Linked DNA regions of Xenopus laevis: region 2 is linked to region 1. Evidence: chromatin contacts called from public Hi-C data. All regions are on one chromosome and are shown on one strand. Each heading gives the region's core, a stretch centred on a gene start, on an enhancer-like site or on the middle of the called end of the contact. The rest is flanking DNA. Distances are from core to core; before and after follow the strand shown. Region 1 holds the start of plxnb2.L (plexin-B2). Region 2 overlaps plxnb2.L (plexin-B2).

What was found. A called contact is a pair of places that touch in the nucleus more often than the background predicts.
Region 2: a Hi-C map of the XL177 cell line shows a contact between it and region 1, with 1.6 times the contacts expected there. The contact joins the enhancer-like site here to the promoter of plxnb2.L in region 1.

Annotation. Positions count from the first base shown.
Region 1 is chr3L:77,924,106-77,927,912 of Xenopus_laevis_v10.1, reverse strand. It overlaps plxnb2.L (plexin-B2), which reads right to left and starts at 2,304. Exons shown (of 41, transcript XM_041586424.1): 1 at 1,872-2,304.
Region 2 is chr3L:77,982,672-77,987,115 of Xenopus_laevis_v10.1, reverse strand. The region is part of intron 5 of plxnb2.L (plexin-B2); the gene reads right to left. Among protein-coding and RNA genes, the nearest start is that of plxnb2.L, 59 kb to the right of the region's middle. Within about 2 kb of position 3,150, at least 3 of the 7 cell types and tissues checked have an H3K27ac peak or open chromatin away from gene starts, as enhancers often do.

The DNA.
Region 1 (3,807 bases), core at 1,055-3,554:
ATGGTGTTCTTTGTTCAAACCTTCGTTCACAGTTTGGATACTGAACTTCTGAAAATAGAACTTTCAAGTCCACATTTATTTAATGATCAACTACTGTTCTTACCCAAAGCCCCAAAATGAAACTAAAAGAAAGCACTATCGATTCAGTGTTTACTTTATCTTGTTAATGCTGCCATAAGGCCTATTCGGGTCACCCTGTGCCAGCTCACTTTGCTTGATTAATTCTAAGTCTTCAAACAACACATTGTAAACCGTGTTCTAAAAAAATGAATATTTATACTGCAGATTACACAGTTTTCTACATTGAATATCATATGTTAATTCTCAAGAGCTTAAAGCTGAACCATGCACGAGACGCAATTGCATGTTTCCTGCTGCTGTGCAGAAACACACTAACCAAAAGGATTTTATTTAAGTGCCTAACTTCATTTTCAGTTATTTATCAGATAGCCCTAAAATGGTTAGAATACAGATCACTGTGCACCCCCATTAACTTGCTATTTGGATGTCCAGTGCTAGGTCAGAGACTACATACGCATTTGTTTAGCAAGAAGCACAGACTATATACACATCAAGAAGGCAAGTAAAGGGCCACAAAACTAATCTATAAATTCCCTAGGATAGGGAACACCCTATGCACTTAAGTTTGCTTGGGACTTTTATGGGCCATGAAAAGAAGATAGGACAGCAAATGTCACCACCCTCCAACTAGAACAAAAATAAAACAAATATTTACTGTTAATTCCATTCACTGTATTTGCCTGAAAGCAACAAGTTACCACCGGTTTAAAACAAAAAAAGGTTACCATTTTGCAGAAACAAAAAAAACAAAAACATCAACCATAACTTCTACATATCACCCACAACATCATGTTAGAAGACCTAACACAATCCTGCTAGCCATTAGCCAGCACAGAACATCTGCAGGCATGTGAATAGCAGTGGATCAAGTGATCAGTACCCACCCTTTCCAGGACATCAGACTAAAAGATTACTGGTTAGCTACGGTCAGCCTTTAGAATGCTCAGTGCCATGACAGCAATTTGAGCTGTAGCTTCTGCCAAACAGGAACAAGCTACAACTAGCAGGACTACATTGGGACCCTGGAGATGTATTCTAAGAGCTACCAATATAAACCCATCACATGCAAGTGTTTCAAACATCCTCAGAATGAATATGAATGAAATACATGCAGTATATATATGCAGATGAGCTTTGAATTCAGTGATTGTAATAATGAAGATCTCATGATGTAGCCTACAGACAGACTCCCCTATGATCCCTACACGAGCCGTCTGATCGCATGCATCTGTATGCAACGAAAGAGCTGTTATAGCCAACAGGCTGCCGTTTCTTCCAAACAATCGTCTTCTGTACAAACAATAGCAGCCGTGTAATATCCCATATGAACAAGCCTAAACCCAAATGCTCATAAGCTAAAGAGTAAAACAATTCTATTATTTGAAACAAAGCAGAAGTGTCAGCACATTCCTGAAATAGACTTTATGAACCAGGTAACTCCCAAGGCAGGTGGTGCGAGGATGTCACCGTGGGAAAGGAGCGACTAGTCAGGGACCGGGCAGCACTTCTCTCACACACGTCCCTGCAGGGAAGAGCGATTCTTGCCTCCACCTCCTTCCCAAGCTCAAAGGTGGCCAATAGTTCCCATTAAAGAGGTCACTTTGGGAAGACCAGTTGCTAAGCCAAAGGACCCCAGACAAGCAGGCAGCAGTACAACTCAGCAGCACAGATGAGCAGGAAGGAAGGTGACTGAGTGGGGAATATGGTGCAAAGCGCTGGCCGACACTCCAGCCAACAGGTGCTATGACAAGATAGCCTAAAAATAAGAGCGGCATTTGTGAGCAACTCACCCAAGTCTCCTGCTTGGCTCTGCTCTCCGCCGATTTCCCGGAATCAATGGAGACGCTGAGAGAAACCTAGTACAGCTCCGCGCCCCGACCCCCCGGCCCTCACTGTGTCCATATCAGACGCGCACAGCCTTCCCAGCCGACTCCCTAGCACTGAGCGCCGAGAAGAGACACACCTGTGGGCGCTGCGCACATCCGCTCCCAGCACAATACCAGAAACAGGAAGCAGGGAAAAAAAAGGCAGAATAACAGGGAGAGAGCGAGAGTCCTCCCCTCCGAGCCGGCTGCGGAGGATCAGATTTCACACTGCCTGGGAGCTTTGAAGGAATGGGAGGGGGTGATAGAGGCGCTGGATTATAGGAGGGGTGCAAAGGAATTCCACTGGCCACCAGGCATTCGCCACGGGCTATGACTGGCTTCGCTGGAATTCCATCAGCATGCCTTGTCACTAGCTACAATAGGCCCTTCCAAATATAGCAGCCTATGCCCTCACTCTGGCGTTGCGCTGCCACTTACACTACAAGCTGCATTTTCACTTCTTTAGGCACTACAATACCCGGCATGCCCTGAGTTCTAGTTGGAAAACAATGCATGAGTGCACTAGGCTGTAGCAATTGCTCATACGCGGAGTCTTTAAAGGGGTGGTTCAACTTTAAGGTAACTTTTATTTTGTTATAGAACGGCTAATTTCAAGAAACTTTTCAAATGGTTTTCATTATTTATTTTTTTATAGTTATTTGTTTTTTTTCTTCTGGCCAAGTGTATCGTGGTCTGAGCTAGGGTTTGCCAACTGGCCGGTATTTTACCGACCTGGCCTGTAAAAATGATGGTTGATCCCAATGTTATTAATAGGGAAAAAAGATAAATATATAGGAAGGCCGGTATTTTTTTCTAGAAAAGGTGGCAACCCTAGTCTGAGCCCACCATGTCTCAATAAAGGCATTTTAAGCAAAGAAATCTAAGATTGGTGCTATCAATATTTGAAAGTTCTTCCGGCTCTTTGCAGCTTTTAATTGGTGTACTTGACTCCAGTGTGTCTGCGCAGGAGCACAAAAAGTAGAAAAAAAGTAGGAGAGTCGGCGGGGGTAGGCGACAGAGGAGGTACGTGCCTGGTGCCCCCCCAGCTTTGTGCCCTAGGCCCGTGCCTACTCAGCCTACCCCTTGGCCTGGCCCTGCTTGACTCCTTTCTAAAAAATAAATGCTCTGTAAAGCTACACATGTATTGTTATTAGGGATGCACCGAATCCACTATTTTGGATTCGGCCGAACCCCCTCGGCTAAGGATTCGGCTGAATATCGAACCGGATCCGAACCCTAATTTGCATATGTAAATTAGGGGTGGGTAGGGGGAAACTTTTTACTTCCTTGTTTTGTGACAAAAAGTCACACGATTTCCCTCCCTGCCCCTAATTTGAATATGTAAATTAGGGTTCGGATTCGGTTCGGCCGGGCAGAAGGATTCGGCCGAATCCTGCTGAAAAAGGCAAAATCCTGGTCAAATCCCGAACCGAATCCTGGATTCTGTGCATCCCTAATTGTTATTGTTACTTTTTATTAACAATCCTTCTATTCAGGCCCTCTCCTATTCATATTCCAGTCTCTTATTCAAATCAATGCATGGTTGCTTGGGTAATTTGGACCCGCGTTACCAGATTGGTAAATAACTCAAAAACTACAAATAAAAAATGAAAACCAATTGCAAATTGTCTCAGAATATCACTCTCTACATCATACTAAAAGTTATCTCAAAGGTGAACAACCCCTTTTAAACACTTTAGTGTACAGGGGCGCTCCACCAATGAGGCGAGTTGAGGTACTCGCCTCAGGCGGCAGCGCCCCACTGGTTGCCAGGGGTGGCAAAAATGCCGGTCCTGGTAACTAAGAGCCGAATTTCTGCTTTTTAACCCGGAAATTTGGCTCTTCTAGTGCAGAGATCGCA
Region 2 (4,444 bases), core at 1,901-4,400, 58 kb before region 1:
TTGCAGAGTCCTTTTTCTCTCCACCATTTCATACTTTTTAATCCTCAACTTTTCTGCTACCAGTAGGTCATTTAATTATGTTCCAAGGCCTCCATTGTGTAATACAGAAGTTTCTCACAGAATGAGAAAGTATTGCCTTCTTTTTAAACAGCTATGGAGAGTTGGGATTTTGTTTTAAATCCGCATAATGAAAATAGGGAGCATCAAATAGTATGTACCAACAACTGCAGCTCAAACTTGAAACTTTACATGTTTGTTTATTATTGCAAGTACATAGCTTAGATCAGCATGATAGAAGTACATTTTCTAAACCCACAATGATAAGGGGTTTCTTGTACAAAGCATACCATTGGGATGTTTTTAATTTCTGTGGCTTCTAAATATAGAACAGCTTCAAAGAATGTTTGCTTTTCCATAGCCTCTCCAAGCTACAGATCATGAATGAGCACTTTAACAACAAAAAACTCAAATGAGACTGTTTTTAAAAGAATGATTTAATTTCTTTAGCTGCTCTCTCCTCATATTTAATGCAGAAATCTATTTTTTTTGCCAGAATGTGAATTTACGCTTACATGTAAACATATATCTTATGGCACAGATTACATATTTTGGCCACAAAAGGAGTGCCAGAAAGCACAAATTATTACTATAGGCCTTCCTGACAACAAAGTCTAATGTTGGTGACATCTTCATATGTTCAACCTCATATGTTTAGATGATAGTGCTAGCCTGTTTTCTTCTGATAAATAATTAGAGGACACAGACAAAAAAGCAAAGGAAACACCTAATTACACGAATACCACACATACCCACATTGGGGGGTGTTTTACAACCCCTTTCGAACTACAATTTTTTGTCAAAAGCATACAGGATTTTAAGGCACACTTATAAATTGTTGCAGATGGCATTCAAATATCACCTGTATGCTTCTGCAGAAAACAGCAAGCATAATTTGTATAATAATTGTCTAGTGGCCAAGACAATACCAACTTAGACAAAGTAAAAATTCATGTAACAAACTAAATGACAAGGTTTCAAGTTAATGCAAGATGTAATATCCTTTTGCATGAAATTAGCGGATATGTGCATGTGTTCATCTACCAATCAAGTATACTGTATAACTACAATGCATAAATATACTGCATACATTCAGTAATGATCGTATCCATGTTCTCAACATTTCTCTAGATAATTATAACAACAATTAAAAAAAAAAATAAGTTTGAACACACACAAATTGCAATAAAGGACCTTTAGCTTGGTATTACAGAGTGAAAAAACATATCTATTTTAAAGTCTTGAGTTTTCTTAACAGGAGACCATACAAAATGTTTTCATATGGAGCCACACTGTGTTTTTTTATTCATTCATGTAACGAATTCCAACCAAAGAAACAGAAGGATAGTATTTTCTTGTGCAAGGTACTGTACTGTGCCAGAATGACCATTTACGTAGTCAGAACTATGACTACTTAAGGAAGTATAGTTATAATTGTAGGGAGATTGTGTATACCTTTCCCATTCTCTGTGCTACTTACAGAGCATTAGCTTGCTCTGTGTTCTGTGCAGGAGAGGTCCTTACTCCTGCGAGCAAACGAGAAGGAAGGTCTGCAAAGGAAGTGCTGGATGTAGAAGCAGGCAGAGAGAAAGTTATTTCTGTAAAATGCTACATTTTGAGAAAGGTATTTCTGTAACATGCTAAATTATCAATTGACATGAAAATCAAATAGGGAACCCAATGGCAGCAAAGTGTTCTTATAGGGTACAAAAAGAAACAACAAAGAATGTTTTTTTATAGGGTACGTAAACACAAAAGTCGTTCTTATTATACAATAGAAATACAATTTTAATCACAAGAGAAGAATATGATCTTTAGTCTTAATTTAAGTAGTGGACATGTTACAGCTAGAGCTATACAATTTAGGCCAATATACAAACAACTTGTTATTTTTGTAGTACTTGTATTGCCAAGAGATACTGCAGAATAGCTTGCACACACTACCTGTAAATTTCCAAATTTGCATGCGTAACCTTCAAAACAGTAAGGAGCAGATATACCAAAATGTGAGATTTGACCTTAACACAGAAAAATTCACCCACTTTTCAAAGAGTTCACTATTTGATAAAAATGCGTATAGCAATCCCACAGGAATGAGTAAAAAGTGGATGACTTTTTCAGTGGTAAGCTATAAACTTATCTTTTGCTAAATCTGCCCCTAGATGTAGCCAATCAATCTCTGGTGCAATAAAACCAAAGCAGAGAGGCCAAAATTGGCCACCCTGTCCATCAATCCAGATGTATGGGCCTACTTGCAATTCTTGCCATTCTGTGAGTGATCCACCATAACTGGACATTGGGTCAGACCCATAAGAATTTTTATCAGATGTATGAGCAGTGATATGAGCAATTACTGATTTGAAGCAAATTGCACAATGTAAAAAGTATTGCTGGTTTACAATTATATATCAATTATATATCAATGTAATATAGACTGCTTATGATTGCAGGGATAAAGCTGTGTAAATGCATATATTCAATTGAAATGAAGCCATGCCACTGGAATAATAGGTTATTCTTACACAAAACCTGTTTGATAAGTACATGAATGTAATTTACAGTCGGTGAAAGCTACATCAACTCTTTAGATCCTGCCAACTTTCTGCACGGATGGGCCCATGCCTATGCATGATAAGTACCCAAGCTTTTCTACTGTTGGGAAATGTTGATTGATGGAAAGGAAAAAAAGAAAAAACAACTCAATCAGCAGGGGTAAAAGTAGAGTACAATTATGAAATATTTCTAGCACAAAATTAAGCTCTTCGAAAGACGTCACTGTCAATTAACTTATACAGACAGTAAATTGAGTCTGCAAAGTAAAAATGCAAATTGCTCTGAGTAAAAACCAAAGACAAAATAACAGAGCAGTTTTTAAAGCATCAAGCAGCAACAAAATAATGAAAAATATGATTATGTTTGATACAACCCTATGTGCAGTAGCTCGCTCCAGTGAGCAGCAACTTACATTGAGCAGCATATAGGAGGAACTGCAATGTTCACGCAATGAACTAAAAAGTCTACAATAGAATAGCTCAGAGTAGCCAGCAAGAGTACTGTTAGGGTAAGGCCACACAAGCAGATTTGGAGAGATTAGTTGCCCCAGCGACAAATCTATTCTTTGGGACGACAATCTCCCTGAACTGCCTTCCCCATGCCCTCCGCCGGCTAAATTGTGCACGTGCCTTCCCCCAGACAAGTTTCATTTTAGCCGGGGGAGGCAGTTCGGGGAGATTGTCGCCCCAAAGAAGAGGAGATTTGCCACTGGGGTGACTTATCTCCCTGAAACGGTTTGTTTGGCCAGACCCTAAAATTTACAACAGTCAATTCTGTGATGTGCAGCTCAGACAGATTCTAACCGTAGTTACAATAGAAGCATTTATATGCAAATTATTTTTACAAAGCATTCTAATTCAAATAATGTTAATGTTATATAAAAACAAGCACCAAATAAAAACACAAGGTGTGTGGGGGTCAGTATCTGGCAACTGTTAAGAATTTCACAGCACTTCATTTATGGATCCACACTGCCCCAAATTTGGGCAATGTGTCTTGCAGTGCATGTTTAGATAGAAGTTGCAGCAGCTGGAGAGCCTACATAAAACAGATGCCAAACAATCCAAAACCCATGAGGTTTTCTCAACAACCATTTAAGCTCCTGGAACTCAAGGTATGGTGAAACTGCTCATGTTTCAACATGTTCTGACAATGTGACCTTTGGAATGTGAACAGTCTGCATGCAAGACATTAAAAATGCTCACACAATAGCTTTCTCACAGCCTTGTCTCAGTTGCTTTGCTTCATGATTCAATCTGCTTTGCATGTAACATTTGCAATGGCGTATAGAAAAAAAGATTTCTCAAAATGAATATTTCTAACTGGAAACTATTAATATACTATTCACACAAAAACATTTAGTATTTCTTAATACTGCTCCAAATGGTTTTCATTTTAAACCCCTGCATTTTGTATGAATTTGTTATGGGGTAGGGGGGTATTTTAATCCTTTTATGGGTGTTTTTTTAGTGATGGGCGAATTTGGGGCGTTTCAGTTCGCTGTAAAATTTGCGAAATTCGTGAAACAACAAAAATGCGCCAGCGTCAAAAAAAAAAAATCGTGTAAATTTGCCGCGAATTTGCGCCTATATTTGTTTAACTTGCCTTTTCAAGTATTGGTTCAACCCTTTCCTTGGTTCTGACTAGTGATTAGTGGGTCTAGAAATCTGACACCTGCCCCCACCTTAACCAGCCCTTAAAGGGATACTGTCATGGGAAAAAAAAAAATTTTTCAAAATGAATCAGCAGAATTCTGCACTGAAATCCATTTCTCAAAAGAGCAAACAGATGTTTTTATATTCAATTTTGAAATCTGACATGGGGCTAGACATAT